Regions from separate parts of the Mus musculus genome. Here regions 1, 2, 3 and 5 are each linked to region 4. Evidence: chromatin contacts called from public Hi-C, HiChIP or PLAC-seq and promoter capture Hi-C data. All regions are on one chromosome and are shown on one strand. Each heading gives the region's core, a stretch centred on a gene start, on an enhancer-like site or on the middle of the called end of the contact. The rest is flanking DNA. Distances are from core to core; before and after follow the strand shown.

Region 1 (2,700 bases), core at 87-2,586, 1.6 Mb after region 4:
TCTAACAATATAAAAATAATAAAAATATATTAGAAGGCAGTTGGACACTAGACTGTAAGGGGTATAAAATTGTGAAAGACAGTAATATGATCATGAAGAAAATGTTCAATGTACATTAGAATTAGAATTTAAAAACAACCAAGATTTTTTAATATAATAAAGTATTTGCTTCATTGTATGACTATTTTTAAGTGAATATGTGAAGAAAAAAAAGAATTTCCAGAGTTTTAATTTTCAAAATGGTAAATATTCTGCATTAACAATTACATTTTCTTGAATATTTTTCAATTGTCATTATCTTCAACCATATAGGATACTATGTGTAATTGGCATTATGACTGGGGACAAAAAAATTAGTTTTATTTGTAAGGTAGCTACTTCAAAAGATTGTTTTTGCTCATATTATTATGTGTATAGTAAAAAAATGTAATGGGTATATGTGTACAGCTTTTAAAAACATGGGAAAGGTGAGCAACACTCTTATCATTTTAAGTTTAAAATGCAACAGGGGCCAAAAAAAAAAAAAAAAAAAAAAAAAAAGGACAAAGAAAAATGTCAAAATGGTAAGCGGCTGGTTACTTTTGCACGGTGGAATGGTGACTAGCTCATTCCTAATTCCCTCCTCTAATTTTTAAATAGCTTGCCACTAAATGTGTAGTTTAATATCAAAGAGAAGGGGGAAAAAAGAAGTTATGTGAAAAATCGGACAGACACGATCAAACCACTAAACTTTTGCCAACTCGAGAAATGCCAAACTCAGCCGAGTAAGTGACGGAACCGGATGACATCACCAACTTATTCTTTGAATTAAAAGATGAAGTTAATATTTAAATTTACGGGCTGGTTTTCTGACATGGCTAACCAAGAACATGAGTCTGGAATGTAACAAATTGCAATCACGGTCGCACAAACAGGTTAACTGTTAAAAGTTAAGGTCATCTCTTCAGAGGCACCAAAGACAGCGAGCGAACACTGAGGCATCAGTGAAACGGAGGAGGCGGCGACAACAGGCGCCGCGGGGACTCGCGGGATCCAGTGCGGCCCGACCCGGCCCAGCCCAGCCCGCGATGGGGTCGGGTATCTCGGCCGCACAGAGCCCAGGGTGGCAGGCGGGTCCCGGAGGAAGGCGAGGCCGGGCCGTCGCAGCCTAGCGAGTCCGAGGCCGCCCCGCCCCTCCGCCCGCAGTACGCTGAGGAGAGGCCGGTGGCGGCTCCGAGGCTCTTACCTCCCCACACCCCGCCGAGCTCTCGGGGACTCGACGCGACGCCGCAGTGAGGCGTGAAGAGTAACCCGGCCACGACACCCAGGACAGCGCGACGCCAGCCTAGAGCTCGTCCCCAGCCGACCTAGCAGAGAAGGGCGCAGGCGCAGAGAATGCTTCCCGCTGCCACGCCCCCTCCGGGAGGCTTGATCTATGCGCATGCGCGCTGCTCGGGTCCGAGCCAGTCCACGCGGGCGCGCCGGAAGTGGCCAGGCGACTCCGTTGGGATCCTGCGCTCGGACGCTGTTCCAAGGACGCTCTTCTGCTGGCCTCAGGAGGTGACTAGTGCCACAGCTCAGCTGACCCGGCACTCCGGTTTGCACCAGCCAAATCCAGCGGCCGACACTGTATCTCACCTCCGGGCAGCTCCTAAATGCCGGTCCTTGGGTGAGCGGATTGGCCGACGCCGCCCTGCACTTCTGGCTGTACTTCTGCATTTCCAACCCTCTGTAGCCTCCAGAGCGGCTGCTGTCTAAAACCAGAAGCCAGCTACCCTCTCGGAAGGAGATGCCCGATGCCTCGCGCGCGCTCTCTGCTTCGGCCTTCGCATTTTCACCACGAGTTTTCTAAAATTCAAAGAGAGCGAAGAGAAAATTAGTATCCGGACCAGCTTGGGGACTGCTGGCTCGCCTAGGCTTTCGAGAGATTACAAGCGTTATCGCTGCTGTGATTTGTACTCAAGAGACTTCACAGTCAGAGCTCAGGTCCTCAATTCAGTAATTGGCAACTGTAGTTTATCTTTCAGAGATTCTGCATCTCTACTTCTGGTTCCCCTTCTAAACTCTGATTTTTGCCAAGAGCAAAACTTTTGGTTGTGTAAGGTGACTGGCCTGTTCTTTGACAGACAATGCAAAAGAGATGCTTCGCTTACATTAGCTAATTAATCTTAAGAATAATTCCACAAGGGCTGGAGAGATGGCTCAGCCGTTAAAGGCTAGTCTCACAACCAAAAATATAAGAATAATTCTACAAAGTACAGTGTGTATTTTCACTTTTATACGTTGGACACTGTCACAGATAAAATGGGGCCGTCGTCTTTTTGGAACCTCAATTCAGAAGCAGTGGCTTGTGCATACAAATTAGGGGCAAAAGTATATAGTACAATGTAAGGACAAATAAGAGTTATTTTAAATGAACAAAACAACATTTTAAAGTATATGCAAATCAGTTCACAAAATAGCATGTCTACCACATTTTATTGATGTTCAAACTTAATATAGCAGAAACAGTGTATTCTCCATAAATCTGTTTTACCAATTTGCTTAATTTATAGATGAATTCATTGGTGAGAATAGTGTGGATACTCTCATATCCTGGTGTGGATATAAGTTAACACAAATTCACATATAAAGTAGGACTTTTGAAAGAACCTGCTTAGTAGCCAGGTACAGTAGCCCAAATTCCCTCCCCAGGAACACCTGTAAGGAGAAGCAAGGTAA
Region 2 (2,700 bases), core at 131-2,630, 1.4 Mb after region 4:
GTTATTTAACCTTGCTGCAGAATGATAGTAAGTTCCTGCCTGCCACTCTACTTTTTACTCTGAAAAGGCTGTTGGGGGTGACTGTTTTTGCCATCAGAGACAGAAACTGGCAGGAACAGTCTCTCATTACCTCACATTCTACTAAAATTATGTGGAATTCTCTACTTTCCTACTCATATGTTAAATAAAATACTTCTACAAGATCAATTTTAAAAAATCTATTTTCAAAATGCAAAATTATAGAAGGAAGAGGAGTAATAAACGACCAATGTATTTCCTGTTTCAAAGCTTCCATTCACTATTAAAAGATGTCCTGAGACTATCTGTTGGCAGATAATCTATGAAAAACTTAAAACTTTTGCCTAATATCCTCTCAGTGGTGAGTGCAAAATGAATCTTAGTGAATGTACAGAAATAAAAAAAAAGCCTTAAAAAGAGAGAGTAGAGCATTAGTCAGTATTGGAAAGAAATATAAATGAAATGGGTTAAGATTCTTAAACTGATTTGCAACTGCAGTAAAATACAGGAGATGCCCGTTACAATCACCTTCTACATCTTCAGTCTGGGAAATGACCGAGGCCTTAACTCACCCTGAACAAGTGTGACACATTGCCAGCTAGTGTGGGAAACATCCTTGGGCCTGTGTTTGTGGCAGTATCACGATGGGGTTTTGGTTTTGTTTCTCTTTGCTTTGCTTTGAACTATCTGATGGGCTGCAAGCAACAGGAAGTAGCCAACTATAAGCATGTACAGAAACTTCATCCATCTAAATGCTTACACTGGAAATCTGTACAGTAAAACGATATTCTGGCACGGGGATCAGAAAGACAGAGCACATGGTTTTGAATTCTGAGAAACTAGCCTTAATGACAGCTTTCTTCTAGTCAGCCAAGCAAGCATATGTAAATAAAGCTCCTCTTCAACCATCAATACAGTAGGGAAAATGTAAAGGAAAGAATGAAGAACAGAGGTTAAAAAACGCATCCTGGGCCGGCCGGCCAGTCCTCGCCATTCACCACGATAGAAGTTTCTGGCTCGGGTTCCGGCTACCGACTGGAAGCACCAAGACCTCAAATCTATTACCGCTGGTCGGGTAAAAAAGTCAACTAAAACAAGGACCAGAAGAAGCCGCCACCTTAAGCCTTCCCTGGCCCCGCCCCTTAGCCCTACCCACCATTAATAAGCTCTCCATAAGGCCTCCGCTTCCGGCCACGACGGCTACGCACCCGCCCCACCCTGACCCCGCCCCTAGCGGTCCGGCCCCACCCCGCCCTCTAGCTCCGCCCCGTCCCAGACAGAACCCGCCCGGGACGGCCTTCGCCTAGGTGGACGCTAGGGGCGCCGCGGAGCCGTACTTTACCTTCTCTGCTGGCTCCGTGGAGGACGCGCTGGATCTTAGGCTTCCCGCAGACCTGAAGAACCGGCTTAGAACCGTTTGCCTCCCCGGGCCTGGGCCGGCGGCAGTAGAGCCTCCCGACGCGGATTTCCCGCGGGGCATTGCAGTGTGCAGAAGAGCCGGCCTGCTAGGAGCGCGAGCGCGCGGCCGCACTTTCTCGCGCCTGCGCGCGCGCACGCCTCAACCTGTGCGGGACCGGCCTTGGGGGCGGAGCCTTAGCTACACAAATAGAATGCGCGGCGGGCCTTGGTGGGGGCGGGGCCTTAGCTGCACAAATAGGATGCGCGGCGGGCCTTGGTAGGGGCGGAGCCTTAGCTGCACAAATAGGATGCGCGGCGGGCCTTGGTGGGGGCGGGGCCTAAGCTGCGCAAGTGGTACACAGCTCAGGGCTGCGATTTCGCGCCAAACTTGACGGCAATCCTAGCGTGAAGGCTGGTAGGATTTTATCCCCGCTGCCATCATGGTTCGACCATTGAACTGCATCGTCGCCGTGTCCCAAAATATGGGGATTGGCAAGAACGGAGACCTACCCTGGCCTCCGCTCAGGTATTGGCCGGGCTGGGCTCGGGAAACTGAGGCGGTTCACTGAGTAGGGTCATGCACTTGGCTTGGACGCGCGGGACGGGCGTGAGCGGTAGGCCTACCGGCCTCAGCCAGAGACCAAGCTACCGGTTCCCGCGGTGATCCCCCTGCTGTGCCAGCCTTTGCTCACAGGCTCCCTGGCCGGGAGCAAAGTCCTGTCCTTGAGCGGGCAGCAACACCACCCCCCACACCCACACCGGACTTGCACCTTTCGTCGCTGAATGGAGCCTGAGCATACATGACGGGTTAACTGTTTCTCTAACTTTCAGGAACGAGTTCAAGTACTTCCAAAGAATGACCACAACCTCTTCAGTGGAAGGTAATGTAGAGTAATTAAGTCATGAGAATTATGTTTGCTTGAAGCAAGATTTACATGGTAGAGGTATGAGTAGAAAGTCTCCCCTGGGAATCTGGGATCTCTGTTTCTTGCTAGAAATTTTTGTGCGATTCCCAGATTTTATTAAACATCCTCTTAGAATACTCTATGTTTGAAATTTTGTTAGCAAGTGCATATAGCTCGAATATAACTGGGCAGAATCGGCAGCAAAATTTAGCACTTTGAATAGAGACCTGAGCCGGTATTTAGAATTGTTACTGAAAGACAGAAGACTTGAGTAAATGGAGAAAAATGCAGGGGAGAAGAGGCTAAAAATAATTTAAATCTGTTGGCTTTAGGAAGACACGGTGGGATGAAGGCTGTGGTCTTCAGTGAGGCAGTCTGG
Region 3 (2,700 bases), core at 47-2,546, 1.4 Mb before region 4:
CTGCCCAGTCACCTACCCGACCCGGAGTCCCCAGTCACCCTCCTTCCAGCCTGCCTCACTAGTTTATCTGCCAAGAGTCTGGAGTACCAGTCTCTTTGCCCCTGGTCCCTACACCCTCTCCGCGCCCCTCTGCCCCCAAGCTATGATCTCCGAAGTGATGAACCGAATGATCCCCGAAGTGATGAACCGCCTTCTCCCCGGCGATCCCCTGGCTACCTGCAGTGGTCCGCGGAGTGCCTGGGATGCTGCCCAGGGCCCGGGTCCACCGCACTACGCCTGCTCTCAGGCAGTGATTCTCTCCCCCTCCCTCCCTGTGGGCCTCTAGAGCTTGTTTGCTCTTCCTCAGCCCAGATGCCAGATCAGTTCCCTGCCCCGCCGCTTCAGCAGCTGTTTGCTTCCTGCAGCGTGCTTTTTTTTTTTTTTTTTTTTTTCCTTTCTTTTCCGCCTTTCCTAGGCCCAATCAAAGGTGGCTCTGTTTTTGAAATGCGAAGCCGTTTCCTCTCCAAACCCCTTGGCTACTCAAGGCAGGAATCAATGGACCTATATACTCTCCCTCGAGTTATAAATAAATGTCTATTTGTTCAGGAGGCGTTTTCCCGCGTGTCCCATCATCTTCCCCAGTAGTTATTTTAAGTGTGTGTGTGTGTGTGTGTGTGTGTGTGTGTGTGTGTGTGTGTGTGTGTGTGTGTACACACACGTACACGCGCGCGCGCCCATGTCCTGGTCCTGTGACATCTGGTTCTAATCCTGAATGTGGATCTATAACCCAACCCCACCCACCCAGACTCCCCCTTGCATTCCTCACTCTATAAATAAACTCAGGTTCTTAGGCACTATCATCTAAGGACACAATAGCAGTTGTGGGTTAAAGGAAATTTAATCCAACACAGATACTGAGTCCCGCAGCCAACAATTTGGGCAAAACAAGCAATCTGGGTAAAAGTTAGGTGCTCAGTTGTCCCTCTTGTCTGTAGGGGGAAAACCTCTCCGATGCTTAGATACCCAAACTACAAGGTGACAAATTGTGTAGGAAAGTCAGTAGAGGCTACAATTCATCCCACAGATCCCGAGTGGCACCTCCTGTGGACATAACCCAGAGTAGACAGGCAACAGGAGGTACAGTGTGGGTGGGGGCTTGTGGTTGGGCCTGCTGCTTTTCCTGAACTCCAGAGCTGAATCCTCCGGATCTGAGCAGAGGGAGTCATCTAAGAGACTGCTGTTTTACAAGGTCTGGGCACAGAGCTGCCCCTCCCTTCCCCCCCTGAAGTTTGCATGGAGTGCAGTTAGGCTGTAATTAGAGGATCTGGGAGGAGAAGTCTCCTGGTGACGCTTTGCCTTTCTTCTGCTCTTGGTGAGAAGTGGCTCCTTTATCCTCGGATCAGGACCTCTGCCATCCAACACCACAAAGAGACATTCTGCACACACGCGCTCGGACACACACACCCATACCCACACCCACACCCACACCGCACTCGCCCAGAGACAAACTTAAGGTCAGGACGAGCACTAGCTCACTTCATCTCCAGCTCCCAGCTAAGTGGGACTCAGCTTCTGAACTGGAATTCAGGACAAGGTAAAACTTCCATCATTTCTGTTTGGTGGGTTTCCCCCTCTTTCAGACATATCTTGGTGCCTTATATATTTCATAGCACTGCGCATATAATGTATGTACGGAGTAAACAAATTTTCTTGTTTTCTTCAGTCTTTATTTAACATAGCACCTCCACTTTTTAAAACTATTGTCAGATAAAATAGCATCGCAATAAACAGGTTCAGTCTAGACGTGAAGAAAGAATTAACTCAAGTTTTCCTAGCTTTTGCAACTGTTGCTATTAATCTGAAAGGCACACGGTTTCAAACGGTGGCTTTTCCATCTGTACTTCAACAGGCAGTTTTATAGCAGCCGAGATGAGAGTAAGGGGTACAGAGTGCGGATGAACTGTGCAATGAGAATGTCCATCCCAGAGTTACGACTTCTCTCTGAGGGGATGTATAGGTTTACGTGAAAAAGAAAGTTACTTCCATTATAGCTAATACCTATTAGATTAACAGCCTTTGAAACGTCAGATTGTGGGTAATTCTAAAATTCTGAGTAATTTTAAAGTTAGGAACAGATAATTATAATGCATTGGGTTTTTTGTTAGGAGTTTTTTTTTTTTTTTTTAATTTGTCAATGGACAATATCAATGTCCTAAAAGTATTCCAAACCGTAGCTGTTAAGAACACTTTTTAAAAAGTTGCCCAAAGGACTTATTTGCACGTTGAAGCTACTCATTAATGAAAGCAAACCTGTAGTCCTAGGGTTGGATTAAGTTGTCCTCTTCTGTTGAATATGCCTGTTGTGTCCAAATAATACAGTCTGTTCATTTGAAAATAAGTTGTTTTATTTTCATTTATCACTGGAAAAGTACACAAGGTAGCCAGTACATTTGGGGAGTTTGAGGGTGGAAAATGTTCCTGTAAGTGGTCCAGTATGATGTCATGAAATCAAACATACTGGCTGGCTTCTTAGAACCGAATGGTTATTAAGAAATAAAGTCTGTGAATTAATTTCCTAGTAAATGTAATATTTATTCATTCCAAATGTACTTTCTGGTAACCATTTCTATTTGATTATTTCAGTATGCTAAGTTTTGAGTAATGTTATACACATTTTAATGATATAAAGTAGAACTATTATCTAATGAAAATATATCATCA
Region 4 (2,700 bases), core at 113-2,612:
GTTAGAAGACAGCTACAGTGTACTTATGTATAATAATAAATAAATCTTTGGGCCTGAGAGAGCAGGGACTGAGCAAATGGAGTTGACCCAAGCAAGCAGGGCCGACCGGGGAGCAGAGGTCCTAAAATTCAATTCCCAACAACCACATGAAGGCTCACATCCATCTGTAGAGCTACAGTGTACTTACATACATAAAATAAACAGATCTAAAAAAAAAAAAAAAAAAAAAAAAAGAATCCCCAGCTTAAATCTAAAGATTTAATATCAGAGGAGAGTTTCAGAAGGCTTTACTGCGGTAAAGTTCTGTTTGTTTGGTTTGTTTGGTTGTTTGGTTGTTTTTGAGACAGGGTTTCTCTGTGTAGCCCTGGCTGTCCTGGAACTCACTCTGTAGACCAGGCTGGCTTCAAACTCAGGAATTCACCTGCCTCTGCCTCTCAAGTGCTGGGATTAAAGGCATGCACCACCATGCCCAGCTGTAAAGTTCTGTAATGCCCAGGCTTTCAGAACCACTGTTGCTTTTTTTTTTTAATCTCTCAGTTCAATTGACAAGAGAACCACCTTTCACTTCTGGAAGGCTGTATCCTATGCTAAATATAGGCTCCCAGCTCAAATGTAACCTACAGGGATACCTTCTTAAAGTCCACCCCTTCACTAAAAAGCTTCATTTTTCTATAACATTTGTCAGTGTGTAAAGATATTTTTTTATATTTATAGGCTCTGTCCCTTTACCTAGAATATAAACTTAACGAGAAAAATCTTCGTTCTCTTAACTGCCAAATATCCAGTGCAAAGACATTAAAATTTTCATTTTTATGTGACTCAACATCCCAGAAAAACTACAGGAAAGATTCGGGTTGTAAAGGTACTAGAATTAAGCAAGGACGCACAACCAACAAATGTCAGCTCACTGTTTAAAGCTCAAGTCTGGCTAGAAACAACAACAACAAAAATAATCGATTTTTCATCACTGAATCATTGCCTCACTAAAATTTACAATTTACTGACGCTGGGAACCTCCTACTCCGTCCAGCCCCACCCCGCTCCGCCCTTTCCGAATTAGCACCGCCCAGCCCTGGGCCTGAGGTGTGGGGGGGTGGGGGGGTGGGTTGAGGGAGTTGCAGAGGACGCCTGCGCAGTGAGCAGTTAGCGCAAAGATTTCTGGGATTGGTAGTCCGTATTCCTCTAGCCTTGTCATTTGCCTGAAAAGGAAATAACAGCGTAAATGAAATTGCTTTGGATTTGATACATATTAAACAAAACTCTGTGTCTCACAAAAGTGGAGGCACTGAATCGTTTCCTCCACCCACACACTCCCCGGTACAGGCGCCGCTTGGACAGCCGCACGGGGCCTTCGGCTGGGCGGGGCTTCCCGCAATGCCTTGTGGGTCCTTCCTGCACCTCCTCTCTCTTTCTCTTGGGCCCGTGGCGCCGGCAAGATGGGTGAGCTGTGCGGGGCTGGGCTGAGGGGCCGCCGCAGGGCTCTAGAGCTCGGGATACGGCCTATCGTGGGGAGATAGAGCGGAGAGTAGGGCTGTAACCGGGCGGAGGTCGGGAGAAGGGGCGCCGTCCCGCGGGCACGTGGCCATACGGAAGAGTTCCTGCGGCCTTCGGGCGGCCTTGCCGGGACCCATTACCCTGGAAATTTAAGTAAGCGTAAAGGCCCCAGCCTGGGTTTGTGTGCAGCTCCGAGTTAGGGGATTTCGAGGGTAATTGGCCCACGTGCTAAGAGGAGCCACAGGTCTCTGGCGCAAACGTCCCTTCTGCTGAAGCTCGTGTGCGGAAGCGCGGGCTCGGTTTGCGGAGCATTCAGTGATGTGTGTTTTTTAGGCAAGTGTCGTGGTCTCCGAACTGCCCGGAAGCTCCGCAGTCACCGACGGGACCAGAAGTGGCATGACAAACAGTACAAGAAAGCCCACTTGGGCACAGCCCTGAAGGCCAATCCGTTTGGGGGTGCCTCTCATGCAAAGGGAATTGTGCTGGAAAAAGTGTAAGTCAAAAGCTGCGCGCTAGAAGCGATGGTTTACCGTAGTTGAGAACGAAGTAGTTCTTCAAAAGTCGCAAAAGATCCTGAGCCTGCGTTGGTTGGGGTTTTTATAAGGAAAAAATGGGAAATGTGCTTGTTTATGTTCGGCCAGGGATGAGATTACTAAAGTTTTTAATTTCGGCTGTAGTCTGGAAGGAATGGAAGAAGTAAAAGTAATATAGTACATACTAAAGCATACATTGAACAGTTGGGGGGGGGGCTATACCTTAAGCAGCTGGTACATTCTTAGTATCTTTTTGGAGTTGAGAAAATTCCTTTTCTGGCATGTTTCTGGTGCATTGGCTTTTTAGAGTGATGATTTTTTTTTTTTGTGTGTGGCGTTCACAAATTTCGCAACAAGAGTTTGAATCCTCATTTTTACCACTCCAGTGGCGCTAAAGTTCGATTTTGCCTGTAAAAACTTCATTAAAATAGTGGCATCTGCAGGATTTGAGACTGGATTGACTAGGAGCTGCTTCTACTTTTATTCTTAATCGAATTTTAAAAACCTTACTGACTTCACATGTGCCATTGATATTGCAGAGGGGTTGAGGCCAAACAGCCAAATTCTGCCATCAGGAAGTGCGTCAGGGTGCAGCTCATTAAGAACGGGAAGAAGATCACAGCGTTCGTGCCCAATGATGGCTGCCTGAACTTCATTGAGGTGACTTATTTTA
Region 5 (2,700 bases), core at 70-2,569, 1.7 Mb after region 4:
TAAGTTCCAGCTCAAAGGTTTGGACAGTTTACCCCCCTCCCCCACCTCTTGGTCGGTTCCCACAAAGACAAACTCTTGGTGTCAGACCGGTTTCCCCAGGGGCTGAAGTTCTAAGTCTAGTGACCGCCCTGCAGCAAACAATGGAGCTCGCTGTGAAGCCCTGCGGAGGTCCTGGCTCTGAGTTACAGGCTGCCACCCAGCAGGTTGCTCCTCCCACACCTTCTTATTTTTAGTTACAGCCACTGTCTTCATAACTTTTCTTAACCGCCAAGTAGGGCTCGGTTGTGTGTGTTACTCTAAACTCCTGGATCTAAGACGCCAGAAGATTCAGCGTTGGTAATAACTAAAGCACGGATTATCAAAAACAGTTTTTTTTAGTTTCTATCTCCTAAAGTTCCCAAGACACTATAGGCAAAGGCTCTGTCCAGGGAAGGTCAAGTCCTGGGTTTTGTGCCTGAGGATCAGACGCTAGGCTAGGATTGTCAGCTAGGCGTTTTCACTTCCCAAGGCTTTAGGCAAGCTATTCAAGTTACTTATCCGCTGTCACTTTCCTCACACGGGTACAGCAATGTTTATCTGAAATACTCTTCCAACCAAAAAGGCATTGGTGTAAAAATCATACTAACAGAAATGGTTTTACATTTGAAGTAACCGTGAGAAGAGATTCAGGTAGAGAGCAAAACTTGGCACTCCCTTGGCATCCAACAAGCAAATGTTGGAATCCTCCTTTCAACGTGGGTCAGCTGAGAGGCAACTAGGACCCCAACCTAGGTTCCCAGATCGACTCTCGGTCAGAGTTCCGCGGGAACAGCAGGTGGAACAGCTAGGCGCCTGGGGAGACCTGGCATCTGAGGGGGTGCGGGAACAGAGGGGTTTCCCGAACGTGGATCTGGTAGATGCCTGAGGAGTAAGGCGATCGCAGTCCCATACCAGTGGCGCCCTCGTGGAGGGACCAGCGCAGGGCATTCGGGAGGGAGTCTTCCTCTAGGGCTACGGTTTTAACTACCAAAGGCAAGCGGATCTAGTTTACTGGATCCGGGGCGGAGGAGCGCCGCGAAACCCGGCGGGTCAGTAAAACCCGAGAGCTTGTAAAGACTGCATTCCCTTGGTCTAACTCCGGCGGAAGTGCCAGAGAGGAAGAAGCCCACTGTGCTGCCCGGAAAGGGGCGGGGCCATAGCCATCCGCCGGGCCGCTCAAGGGGCGGGGCCTAGGATATGGGGCGGAACCTACACTCGGGGCGGTCTTAGGGCGGAGCCTGTGGGGCGGGGCTTGGCGGCGGTTGTTTTCGGGCCAGGGTACGGGGCTCTCAGCTGGGCTGCTGGGCTCGGGGATAGGAAGCAAGACGAGCTTCTTCAGTCGCGCGCTCGCGGACCAAGCCGAGAGGGCCCGAGTGACGGGCCCAGCGGGCAGCGTCCCCGAGGCGAGGTCGTCGGCCGCGGTGATGTCTGCCCGGTGCTGTGCTGGCCAGGTGAGCGAGGCGGGCTGCCGCGCGGGTTATCAGAATCGCGGACACCGACGCGAGCCAAGCTCGAGTTCTGGAAACCCTGTGGGCGGGAAGGGACGCGGGGAAGCCCGAGAGGCAACCCCAGCGACCTCGGTGTTCGGCCTCCGGGATTCCGGGCTGGCAGGGCGAGCGGGTCTGGAGCTGAGGATCCCATCGGTTCCCAGGACGTGTCACCTCCGGTCGAAGCCTCGAGTAGTGGCTCTGAGTTCCGTAGCTCTCCTGCCACTGCACTGCCTGTGGGATAAATCCAGGAAAAACGTGGGGTTGGACAAGATCTCTGTTTCTGTACTCCGAGCACAACTGGTCAGTCCGAGCAGGGCGGCCGCGTTTGGCATCTCCAGGTCTAGAACATGGGGCTCTGTATTCACGAGAACGTCTGGATATCCGATTTGCAAACTCCCGGACACAAGTCTAGGCACAGGGAAGGCTCAGCCCTGCTTTATGGGTTTACCGACCGGACCCTACCCAACCCTGACTGGGCACGAGCCTTCGCTCCCTTCTTTGCAACTCATCTTGCTGGAACCTGTTTTGTAATCTTGCCAGTTAAATTCACGATATCCAAGCCATAGGAGGCTCCTAACTGGAGAGAATTATTAGGTTTTAGCCCTTTAATGCTAATTTCCCTTTTTTTTCCTGCAGGGTTAGAAAAACAACAGCGAACTAGGTAAAGCCATCTGGATGTCTTTCTCCCATGTTGTCTTTTTGTTAGGTTTTAAGGGGTTATAAAAAACAAAAACAAAACCTCGAATCTGATCGCGGTGGGTGGGCATTCAGGTGCAGGACTGGTCTTGTTTACTTTGAACGTCAGGACAATGGGAGCCAGCTGTACGTGCTGTAGGGGGTTAAGCTGTGTCTCTGGACCCATCAGGTTTAGTGGCCTATAGTAGTCCTGTCCTCTTAGAGGTGGCCCTGTATGTCAAGCTGGCATTTTTCAGAAATGAGGAAAGTGGGGCTTTTTGGTTTGAGTAAAATGATGCCCGTCCCCTCAATGTCTGGAAAGGAAGGACGAAGGAATATGACCCATTCAGGCTTTTTAGACCAAGAGGGGCAGAAAAGATTGTTTTCAGAAAATTGCAAATATTCATTCTCTCTCTCTCTCTCTCTCTCTCTCTCTCTCTCTCTCTCTTTGCTGGTGCTGTAAGTTCTAGGCAAGTGCTCTTTGAGCAGCACCTCCAAGTCCATTTTTCTGGTTGTT

The links. Promoter capture Hi-C pulls out the DNA fragments that hold promoters and counts their contacts. Hi-C and Micro-C count contacts between places; a contact is called where the count stands out from the background. HiChIP or PLAC-seq counts read pairs in DNA pulled down with a chosen protein or histone mark.
Region 1: a promoter capture Hi-C map of liver shows a contact between it and region 4, with 3 times the contacts expected there. The contact joins the promoter of Zfyve16 here to the promoter of Rps23 in region 4. A contact is called at or near these places in 4 of 39 promoter capture datasets (hippocampal neurons, liver and pre-B cells), 1 of 484 Hi-C or Micro-C datasets (CD4 T cells), 1 of 115 datasets of contacts at active chromatin or transcription factors (regulatory T cell precursor) and 2 of 9 other capture datasets (adipose tissue and liver).
Region 2: a Hi-C map of CD8 T cells shows a contact between it and region 4, with 4 times the contacts expected there. The contact joins the promoter of Dhfr here to the promoter of Rps23 in region 4. A contact is called at or near these places in 12 of 39 promoter capture datasets (3T3-L1-derived adipocytes, the C10 cell line, the HPC-7 cell line and 9 more), 11 of 484 Hi-C or Micro-C datasets (B cells, CD4 T cells, CD8 T cells and 8 more), 4 of 115 datasets of contacts at active chromatin or transcription factors (astrocytes, embryonic stem cells, large pre-B cells and 1 more) and 2 of 9 other capture datasets (adipose tissue and liver).
Region 3: an H3K27ac HiChIP or PLAC-seq map of embryonic stem cells shows a contact between it and region 4, with 5 times the contacts expected there. The contact joins the promoter of Hapln1 here to the promoter of Rps23 in region 4. A contact is called at or near these places in 4 of 39 promoter capture datasets (the 3T3-L1 cell line, frontonasal cranial neural crest, liver and 1 more) and 3 of 115 datasets of contacts at active chromatin or transcription factors (bone marrow-derived dendritic cells, embryonic stem cells and stem cell-derived neural progenitor cells).
Region 5: a promoter capture Hi-C map of embryonic stem cells shows a contact between it and region 4, with 4 times the contacts expected there. The contact joins the promoter of Serinc5 here to the promoter of Rps23 in region 4. A contact is called at or near these places in 1 of 39 promoter capture datasets (embryonic stem cells) and 1 of 484 Hi-C or Micro-C datasets (CD4 T cells).

Annotation. Positions count from the first base shown.
Region 1 is chr13:92,529,474-92,532,173 of GRCm38.p6, forward strand. Zfyve16 (zinc finger, FYVE domain containing 16) reads right to left here and starts at 1,337. Exons shown (of 18, transcript NM_173392.4): 1 at 1,226-1,337.
Region 2 is chr13:92,353,403-92,356,102 of GRCm38.p6, forward strand. It overlaps Dhfr (dihydrofolate reductase), which reads left to right and starts at 1,381. Exons shown (of 6, transcript NM_010049.3): 1 at 1,381-1,942; 2 at 2,248-2,297. The coding sequence starts at 1,857. Msh3 (mutS homolog 3) reads right to left here and starts at 1,601. Exons shown (of 24, transcript NM_010829.2): 1 at 1,361-1,601. The coding sequence starts at 1,498.
Region 3 is chr13:89,539,340-89,542,039 of GRCm38.p6, forward strand. It overlaps Hapln1 (hyaluronan and proteoglycan link protein 1), which reads left to right and starts at 1,297. Exons shown (of 5, transcript NM_013500.4): 1 at 1,297-1,573. It overlaps Gm34699 (a long non-coding RNA gene), which reads right to left and starts at 330. Exons shown (of 8, transcript XR_382713.2): 1 at 217-330.
Region 4 is chr13:90,921,760-90,924,459 of GRCm38.p6, forward strand. It overlaps Rps23 (ribosomal protein S23), which reads left to right and starts at 1,363. Exons shown (of 4, transcript NM_024175.3): 1 at 1,363-1,440; 2 at 1,828-1,987; 3 at 2,567-2,687. The coding sequence starts at 1,437.
Region 5 is chr13:92,609,819-92,612,518 of GRCm38.p6, forward strand. Serinc5 (serine incorporator 5) reads left to right here and starts at 1,320. Exons shown (of 12, transcript NM_172588.2): 1 at 1,320-1,469. The coding sequence starts at 1,443.